Linked DNA regions of Sus scrofa: region 2 is linked to region 1. Evidence: chromatin contacts called from public HiChIP or PLAC-seq data. All regions are on one chromosome and are shown on one strand. Each heading gives the region's core, a stretch centred on a gene start, on an enhancer-like site or on the middle of the called end of the contact. The rest is flanking DNA. Distances are from core to core; before and after follow the strand shown. Region 1 overlaps BUD13 (BUD13 homolog). Region 2 holds the start of SIK3 (serine/threonine-protein kinase SIK3).

Region 1 (4,628 bases), core at 1,546-4,045:
TACCATAGACAGTGTGACTTCAAGGACAAATATTTATTTCTTACAGTTCTGGAAACTACGTTTTCTAAGATCCAGGCACCAGGAGACTTGGTGTCTGGGGAGCGCCAGTTTCCTAGATCACAGCCAGCTAGCTTCTCGCAGTGTTCTCACACAACCAAAAAAAAGCAAGAAATCTTTCCTGGGTTCCTTTCACAAGGGCACTAATCCATTTCATGAGGACTCCACCCTCATGACCTAATCACCTCCCGAAGGTCCTGCCTCCTAACACCACTGACTTGGGAACTAGGATTTCAACAAATGAATTTGGGGGATCCATCATTCAGTCCATAACAGCCTCTTAAAGTGAGTTCTTCCTAAGAAACAGTGTAGGGACCCACAAAAATGAAGTTAAAACCTGAGCCCATATGGAAATAAAAGCCAGCTGTGTACAAGAGATGTGACGATAGGTTAGAAGTTGAATGTACTCACTGCTATTCATAGGAAAGGGACTAGCTTTGACATAGCTTACAGAAGTATAAACTCAAAGGTAGTAACTCAGAGTAGTACCCAGTGTCCAGAGCCTATATTTCCTGGGGCCGTTAAAAATAATAATAATAACCTTTTTATCTTGGAAAATTTTTAGACTTGCAGAAAGTTGTAAAGGCAATACAGGGAGCCTCATTACTCTTCATCCAAATTTCTTGACTGTTAACTTAACAACATATATTTTCAAAACTAAAAGATTAACAATGGCATAACTCTATGAACTAAACTCCAGCCTTTATTTGGATTTTATCAGTTTCACCACATGTTCTAACCTTGGGCCTTTTTAAAAAATGTTTACACCAAGGAGCCAAAGGACCAGATAGGCAGTGTAAAGCCAAGTAGAACACTAGGTTCTAGTCCCAAGTCTGCTACATGATAACTATAGAAACTTCAAGTTTACTTTCTGAGCTATTTCCTCTCTAAAAGCACCTTCCTCTCACAAATGCTGATTCTAGACACAGTTTGTCTACCTTTCATCTCTCTACCTCAGCTCACCTCTGACAGCCACTGGCCAATTAGGGAGAAGATAACCCTAACCTGGCAGTGACTCCAGCTGAGACTCTCCAGTTAGAGAATGGAGTCCTCTGGATTTTCAGATCTCAAAATTATTTCAAAATCCATGTACGTCTCAAATGATGGGGGGCAGACAGTCTTTCTTCAGGACTGCAGCAGAGAGGATAGCTGTTCCAACAACATTTTTCCATTTTTCCTGGGTGTGCTCCTTTGCATTAAGGGGTAGCCATGAAACTAAGTTCTAGCTAACAGAATGTGAGTAGCAGTGTGCAACCAGCTGAACAAGTACCCTCCAATCTCTGTTCAGCTCACCAAAAGGGCAATGCCCAAAGCAAACTCGGAAGCCATGTTAATGTTGGCATCAGCCTGGTCCCTAAACAACTGTATGGAGTAGAGTATCCCCTTCCCTCTGCCACAAACCAAAACTACCCTGTACATGAGTGAGGGAAGGAAAAAAGACTTCCACTGTGGCAAGCCAGTCCATTTGGGGGCTGTCATAGCAGTTTAGCCTACCCCAACTAATACAGGTAATAAATGTCAATTCCTTAGAGCAAGATCTTGTTTCTGGATCTGTGCATAGAGCCGCAAGTGCAAAGAACTGAATGGATCACATGCCTGAGTTGGGGGACACTAGCTCATTCATCCATGCAAGGCCTCTCTTTTGTTTGCCTTTTCCTCCTCCACTCCTCATTCTATTCCCATTCTGTTTCCTCCCACAGACCCTATTCTAATGAGGCATAGTATATATCCTCCTTTAGACATGCTTCTGTTGCTTTCTGTGTTCAATTTACTTGGCCGATTTTTGCTGCAAATTTCCTAATTCCTTATTTTCCTTACCTGAAGTCTATCATGTCACTAAGTTCCTAACAGCCTACAACTGACTGTTCTTTAAAATATCCCATCATATGTATATACCACATTTTACTTATCAAACCCGTTAGGAACAGGCATCTAAGTTGTTTTCAGCTTCTTGCTACCCAAACTATATATAGATAAACATCCTTATATGTAACTCCTTGTGGGTCTGTGAAAGTTCCTCTGAAGGATAAAGCCAAAAGAGGAACTGCTTTGATGAAGGGTGTCTACAAACTTAATGCATTTGTTATCTATGGCTGTATAACAAACGACTTCAAAACTTAACAGCTTAGGGAGTTCCCATCGTGGCTCAGTGGTTAACAAATCTGACTAGGAACCAGGAGGTTGCGGGTTCGATCCCTGGCCTTGCTCAGTGGGTTAAGGATACGGCATTGCCCTGAGCTGTGGTGTAGGTTGCAGATGCGGCTTGGATCCCGCGTTGCTGTGGCTCTGGCATAGGCCGGCAGTTATAGCTCCAATTCGACCCCTAGCCTGGGAACCTTCATATGCCGCAGGAGCGGCCCAAGAAATGGCAAAAAGACAAAAAAAAAAAAGACCAAAAACAAACAAACAAACAAAAAAAAAAACAAAAAAACTTAACAGCTTAATGACACTCATAGAATGAGAGGAAATATTTGCAAATCATATATCTGATAAGAGCCCTGTTACCAGAATAAAGATTTCTACATAAGTGTATGTATGTGTGTATATGTATGACAACCCAACTGAAAAATGAGCAAAGGATTTGAATAAACATTTCTCCAAAGATGACACATAAAGATGTTCAACAACATCAGGCATTAGGGAAATGCAAATCAAAACCACAATGGTATACCACTTCAGACCACTAGGGTAACTATAATCAAGAAGTCAGATAATAACAAGTATTGGCAAGGATGTTGAGAAACCGGAACTCTCATACACTGCTTTAGAAGTTTGGTAGTTCCTCAAAAAGTAAAACATGGAGGTACCATATGACCCAGTAATTCTATTTCAAGAAAAATGACAACATATGTCCATACAAAAACTTGTATGTAAATGTTCACAGCAGCATTATTCACAATAGCCCAAAAGCAGAAACAACTCAAATGTCTATCAACAGATGCATGGATAAATAAAATGTGGTAGATCCATACAAAGGAATATTACTCATCCATAAACAGGAATGTAGTACTGATATATACTACACAGTATGTAAATTATATCTCAAGTCATTAAAAAATAATAAATACCTATTATCTCAGTTTCTTTGGGTCAAGAATTCAGAGCTGGGTAACTCTGGCTCAGGACCTCTCATGAGGTTGTGGCCATGGGCTGCACACATCTAAAGGGTTGAATAGAGCTAAAGGATCCACTTTCAAGGTGGCTCACTCACATGGCTGGTAACACGATGTGTCTGTTGGTAAGAGGCCTCAGTTCCTTTCTGCATAGGCCTCTCCAGAGGGCCGCTGGAGTGTCCTCATGACACAGTAGCCGGCTTCTTCCAGAGCAAGTGATCCAAGAGAGTACAAGGCAGATGCTTCCGTGTCTTTTAGGACTCAGACTCAGAAGTCACACATTTCCACTACCTCCTACTGGTTACATAAGTCAGCCCTATTCACTGAAGGAGGGAACTACACAAGGGCTAAAATACCACAAGTCAGGGATCATTGGGGGTCATCTTGGAAGCTGATCAAAACTGCTATCAACATTTGATGATGAGGAAGACAATAATAATAATAGCTAACAATTCCATGACATGTACTACATGCCAGGCACTGTTCTAAGCTCGCAATAAACCTATGACGTAGGTAATATCATCTCCACTTCAAAGATGAAGAAACTAGAACACAGAGAAGTTAAGTGGCTTACCAAGGTCACACGGTTAATAAAAGACATACCTGGATTTCAAACTCGGTATAGCTCCAGAGTAATTCTCTAAAAAAATCTGCAACACTGCATCCCAGATATTATTTTCAACTAAATGTTGTCCATTTGTTCTCCAAAATGAATACACCAGTTGACATTCCCCATGAGTTTTCATTCCCCATGAGAATTCAGTCTCTTGCTTATTTTTGCTAATAGATACAAAGTAGAAACTCATTAATGCTTTGATTTCATTTCTCTAATTACTAGTGGTAATATACTTATTAGCTATTCTGGTTTTCCCTTTAGATTTTACATATTCATATTCTTTGCCTATTTTTATTTTGTGTTTTGTTTTTCTTGCAGATTTGCAGTAGTTCCTCCTATATTCAATCTCTTGTAAATGTAATCCTTTGTCAGTTTTAGACATTGGAAATATTTTCTCCTAATCTATACCCATCTTCAGCATTGACGATGGGGTGCTCTGCTGACTAGAAATCTTTAATTATGAAGCAGGCAAAGCTATAAAATCTTATGGATTGCGCTTTGGAGATCTTATTTAACAAATGTATCCTCACCACAAGGTCATGAAGATACTCCCCATTTTTTCTTACTCGCCTTAGCATTTTACCTTTACTTTAGGTCTTAAATCACTTTGGAATTTCTCTTTGCTTTATGTGGTTTAAGGTAGGAATCCGGGAGTTCCCTTTGTGGCTTAGCGGTTAATAAACACGACTAGGATCCAAGAGGATGCAGGTGCGATCCCTGGCCTCACTCAGTGGGTTAGGGATCCAGCATTGCCATGAGCTGTGGTGTAGGTCACAGATGCAGCTTGGATCCCGAGTTGCTGTGGCGGAGGCCAGCAGTGTAGCTCCAGTTCGACCCCTAGC
Region 2 (4,628 bases), core at 1,297-3,796, 340 kb after region 1:
ACCACAAATGATCAAAGATAAAAACCAACATAAACAATGACACCCGTTTATAAACAAGCTGATGTTTAAAATGCTGCAGTCCTAAAGGCCTTAGAAAAAAACTAAGACACATACATACACACACACACTGGAAAATTAGAAAGCGGGCAGACCAGCCATAATTAGCCACTGGCTTTGCTGACTACTGAAGATAGAAATGTCTCCTTTATACATAAAGCCAAGAATCAACTGTTTGCAATTACACTTACAAAAACATTCAACCCTCTCTGTCACAGATTTTTTTTTTTAATCAATATTTTGGTGTATCCAAGGCCAGGAGATACAAAATTCTCTAAATCATAGACACCATAAACCAGGCAACCAATTAAGTTCATAGAGTCCATCCCCCAGGGGTCAGAGCAAAATAATCACAGGAGTGCAGTGTGATTACTTAAGTGGGAGGGGGAGGGCACAGAGAAAGGAAATACCAAAACAAGGAACAAGGCTCAAACAATTAGAGTTGTTTGTAAACATAAATTTGGTTTGGCTAACAGTAAACACAACTGGAAACACTCAGAGCCGCAGAGATACACCAGTCCCCGCTCAGTCCACCCCCTCCCCCATCAGGGTCTGAGAGTAACATCAGGAAACCTTGAACTTTGGTATCTCTTTCAGCTCAGGCCTGCAGACTTCAGGCCCTCAGGAAAAAAAAAAAAAAAAAAAAAAAGGATGAAAAAGCTGAAGGGGGCCCCCCAGAGGAAGTGAAACTGACCAATCAATTTTCCACAGCCACCCACCCTGCCACCCTGGTCTGAAAGGCCCCTTGCAGTCTGACAGAAAGGAGGGAAAAGGGAACTTCAGGTTGTAAGTGAGCAGGAGAGAAGGCAGAAATAGGTCAACTGCCTTCTGAAAATAAGTGATTGCTGTAAGAGCAAAAACAAGGTAGGTGACAAGAACCAGAGGCTGGGCTGAGGAGGTGAGGGGAAACTGACGTGGCTTTGATAGGAAGAAGGAGCTCTCCGGGTTCTTCCCTACTCAGGTTGAGGGAAACACAAATTGCAGTTTTAAAATATAATGAATGACTACACTGAAAGTATTCATTCAAGTGAGAGGTGAAGCGAAGGAAGAGATTTGGAGTACAAATGGGCTTTGTGCGTCCTAAAACCAAACAATTCCTCCTGATGATTCCAATACTCCCAATGAAGACCACAGAAAAGTGCTAAAGATATTTCCTCCAAAAATGAATTTTCTATGGGTATGGATATGGCTTCCTAATTGACCTTGGCCAACTTCACCACTACAGCCCCACAAATCCCTTGGGAACCAAAGGGCCCAATGAGTGGGTTCCTCATACACCTCCTCAGTCACCAGCCTTTCCCCTCATCACTCAGAGCCCTCCCTGGGTTCTATAAAGCTCACAATCCGGGACCCTCCAACAACTAAATATAACCAGCAATCCAGCGTTCCCAAATTGTTTAACCCCTAAATACCTAGTGCCACCATAAACCTAGGACACACCGCCACCACCGCCTCTGTTCCCTGATCCCCTTCCTGTGGAAAAGCAAAGTAATTTTTTCCTCCTTATTTCCCAGTTTTTTTCATCTCCTCCTCCAATAATCTTATCTGTCCTCAGACCCTCATTCCCACCACCTATCAGTCTTGGACGACCAAATGCTGACTGTTGCCTCTGTCATAAGGTACCAGGTCCCTCATATCTCCCAGCGCCCCCCCCCTGCGCCCACCACATACCCCCAGTATATGTCCCAGCCATCGTGGGTCCCCCTCGTCATCCCACGTCTGCCAGTTTTACCCTTGTTTTCCCCCATCTCTTGGTCCACATTTCCTATTCCCCTGCCTTCATTCCCTTAGGATTTCCTAATTGCTGGTTCCAGAGTCTTCTTAGCTTACTGTCTCCAGGCTCCGGGAGAGTTCCAAACCTCTTCCTTCCAATCATCCCTTCTACTATCCTCCGTACAGCTCTCGGAGCCCCCTCCCCAACCCCGGCTCCCTAGTTCCCCAGGTCCCCGTGATCACTGGCTCCCTGCGTCCCCTTGCCGTGCAGTTACCCTCTCCTGGGTACCCCGGTGTCCCCCACCTTCTGCTCGCCCTCTCCTCACTCCCGCCCGGCAGCCCCCTACCCGTTTTCCCGGTCCCCAACGCTCTCCAATTTCCAGAGCCCCGCTCGCCGCGCCGACCCCTCAGCCTCCGTGTCGCGGGGCTCTCCTGCCCCCGCCACACTTGGACGGTCCCGGGCCGCGCAGCTTCCCCGCCGCCCGGTCCCCCCAGCGCCACTACCTTGGCCTTGGTGACGAGGTGCGTGGCCCTCTTGACCACAGCGAAGTTGCCCTTGCCGATGGTGCGGTCGATCTCGTAGTAGCCGATGCGGGCAGGCACCGGCCCGCGGGAGGCCGGGGCTGGAGGACGCGGCGGGCCAGCCGCCGGGGGCACTGCAGCGGGGGCGGCCGGGGGCCCCGGGGCGGGCGGAGGCAGCAGGCGACCTGCTGGCCCGGCTCCCCCAGCTCCGGCCCCGGCAGCCCCGCCAGCTCCGCTCGCCGCCGCCGCCGCCATCTTGTTGTGCAGTGAAACCTCCGGGGCCGCGGGTAGCCGGCGAGGGGGGTGGAGGGAGCAGGGGGGCGGGAAAAGGAGGGGGAGCGGCGGACGTCACTCCGGGAGGCGGAGCGCCCGCGCCGCCTGGGCCCGGCGCCATGGCAACCGTTGGTCACGTGCCGACGCGCGTCACTGCCCAGAGCCATGGCAACCGTGACCTCACCGGCGAGCTCGACCTTCCCGCGTGGGCCGGGTTCCTCCGGCGCCGGCTCCCGGGTGCCCCCCTCCCGGGAGGAGACAGTGGGCACCGCAAGTGTGCCAGCGGGTTCCAAGCCGCCGCAGCATTGCCCGAGTTGAGGGGGTGCTTTTGCCCGACCCAAAGCCTGCCCTCGATCCCCCTGGAACCGCTAATGTGACCCCGACTATGACCTCTGTCCCAGTTCAGCAATCACTCAGCCTCCTTAAAACAAAATATTTCCTCATCACCAAAAATATTAGCACTGTCCCATTTTAGCCCTTGAGGCCCCAAAGGCAGGAATAGCTACAGTATTGAAGCAACTGTACCCAAGTCGGTAGAGACAGGGGAATTCTTCAGTAAAATTCCTACCTCTTACAAAACCCAGCTCACCCAGTACAACCAATCTAATTGTCACCGAATAGAGAGGAATTGGGAAACTAGGATTTGTGTGTTCAAGGGCGGAGAAACCAGCCCAAACACGCATTCCAGTCGTTGGGTGGGTGAGGACCCAAGCAGGGAGGTCATTTTCCTTCCTCCCACCCTGTCTCTGAACAATTCTATAGCTAGATGACTGTCAAAGTGCCTGCGCCCTATTTCTGTCACTTGTATAACCCTGATGAAGCAGTGGTGGCATTGTCCAGTGAGTCACGTCATGGTTAAAGACAATCCGGTCTGTTGGGCGAAATAAATAAGTAAATAATAAAATTAAAATTTCACCCTTACTAGCGACTCTCCAAGGACGTTAAAGGTGATCAAATGTATAATTCCAACAGTAAATCTCATATATGTTTTTCTTCCCTCATCTTTTATCTTCTATCCGTTTCCCTCCAGAGCTTTCACTAGCTCCCAAGTTCCCCATACCCTCACTTCCTGGCTCCCTTTATTAACTAGATTGGCTTTAACAGCTTCAGTTGGGGCCCGGGAGGGGTAGGAGACTGAGCTTTCAAAAACAAGGTGGTCTTGGCAGGTTGACGGTTGGGGGGTGGGGAGACCATGAACACCAATGTTAAAATGTATTCCTTCAGTCCAGTCCTGATCCCTCCACATCTGCGTCTCTCTCAAAGGCAAAAGTGTGTTGTCAGGTCACTGCCTGTACGCTATTAAAAGCTGACACCCAGGACCCTGTGAATGTGTGAGAAGCAGAGCGCCTATTTACTTTCTCTGAACCAAAGATATTTACTAGCTCTCTGATTCCCCATCGGACTATGAGTAATAGCTGGGACTAGGACGGGACAGAGAGGTCATTCCACACTGCCTTGGATCAATTCCCTGGTGGCTGTTCCAAATTGCTAACACAATTAACACTAATTGGCTCCTTTACTAGCAAATAAGGATGAGGATGAAGTGGTCCTCAGCTTCGTGCACTGGTTTAAGCGCTTTCGCTGGTCGAGCTTATTTAATCCCAGATAAATGATGGCATGTGGCCAGCCTCTCTTACACTTCCACTCGACTCTCCTGCCTCTAGCTGGGACTGTACATTAACTTTTGGTGCCCAGGGTCCCAGTTTTACCATCTCCCTGGAGAGAGGGGGAGATAAAGTTCTCACCAGGATAGTTAGCTGGCTGGTAAGGCAAGGGAAAAAATCTTTTGCTCTGGGGACTGCAGAAGCAGCACCCCATTCTCAGAGTGACTTTACATCCTCTCCTCCACTCACGGAGTTCCATTTGAACATCAAGTACGGCAACTTCTGCTGCTCTCTGGAGGTTGTCAAAAATGAAGAAGCCTCTGGGGAGAAACTAGAAAATGGAGCATTGGTCTAACTTCCCAAGAGAAGAGGAAGTTCACTCTTGTCCCTAATAATGACCAGAATGTGTATGCTGTGAATTATGTGATTTAAGCTCTGTGCCTATATGGATTGAGGCCA

Evidence for each region. HiChIP or PLAC-seq counts read pairs in DNA pulled down with a chosen protein or histone mark.
Region 2: an H3K27ac HiChIP or PLAC-seq map of alveolar macrophages shows a contact between it and region 1. The contact joins the promoter of SIK3 here to the enhancer-like site in region 1. A contact is called at or near these places in 3 of 5 promoter capture datasets (fetal liver and liver), 5 of 47 Hi-C or Micro-C datasets (embryonic fibroblasts, epiblast stem cells, fetal liver and 2 more) and 2 of 2 datasets of contacts at active chromatin or transcription factors (alveolar macrophages and skeletal muscle).

What each region holds. Positions count from the first base shown.
Region 1 is chr9:44,130,521-44,135,148 of Sscrofa11.1, forward strand. The region is part of intron 9 of BUD13 (BUD13 homolog); the gene reads right to left. Among named protein-coding and RNA genes, the nearest start is that of BUD13, 33 kb to the right of the region's middle. Within about 2 kb of position 2,796, at least 2 of the 83 cell types and tissues checked have an H3K27ac peak or open chromatin away from gene starts, as enhancers often do. A contact at or near this core is called in alveolar macrophages, where this site is marked.
Region 2 is chr9:44,469,143-44,473,770 of Sscrofa11.1, forward strand. It overlaps SIK3 (serine/threonine-protein kinase SIK3), which reads right to left and starts at 2,547. Exons shown (of 25, transcript XM_021062877.1): 1 at 2,275-2,547. The coding sequence starts at 2,547.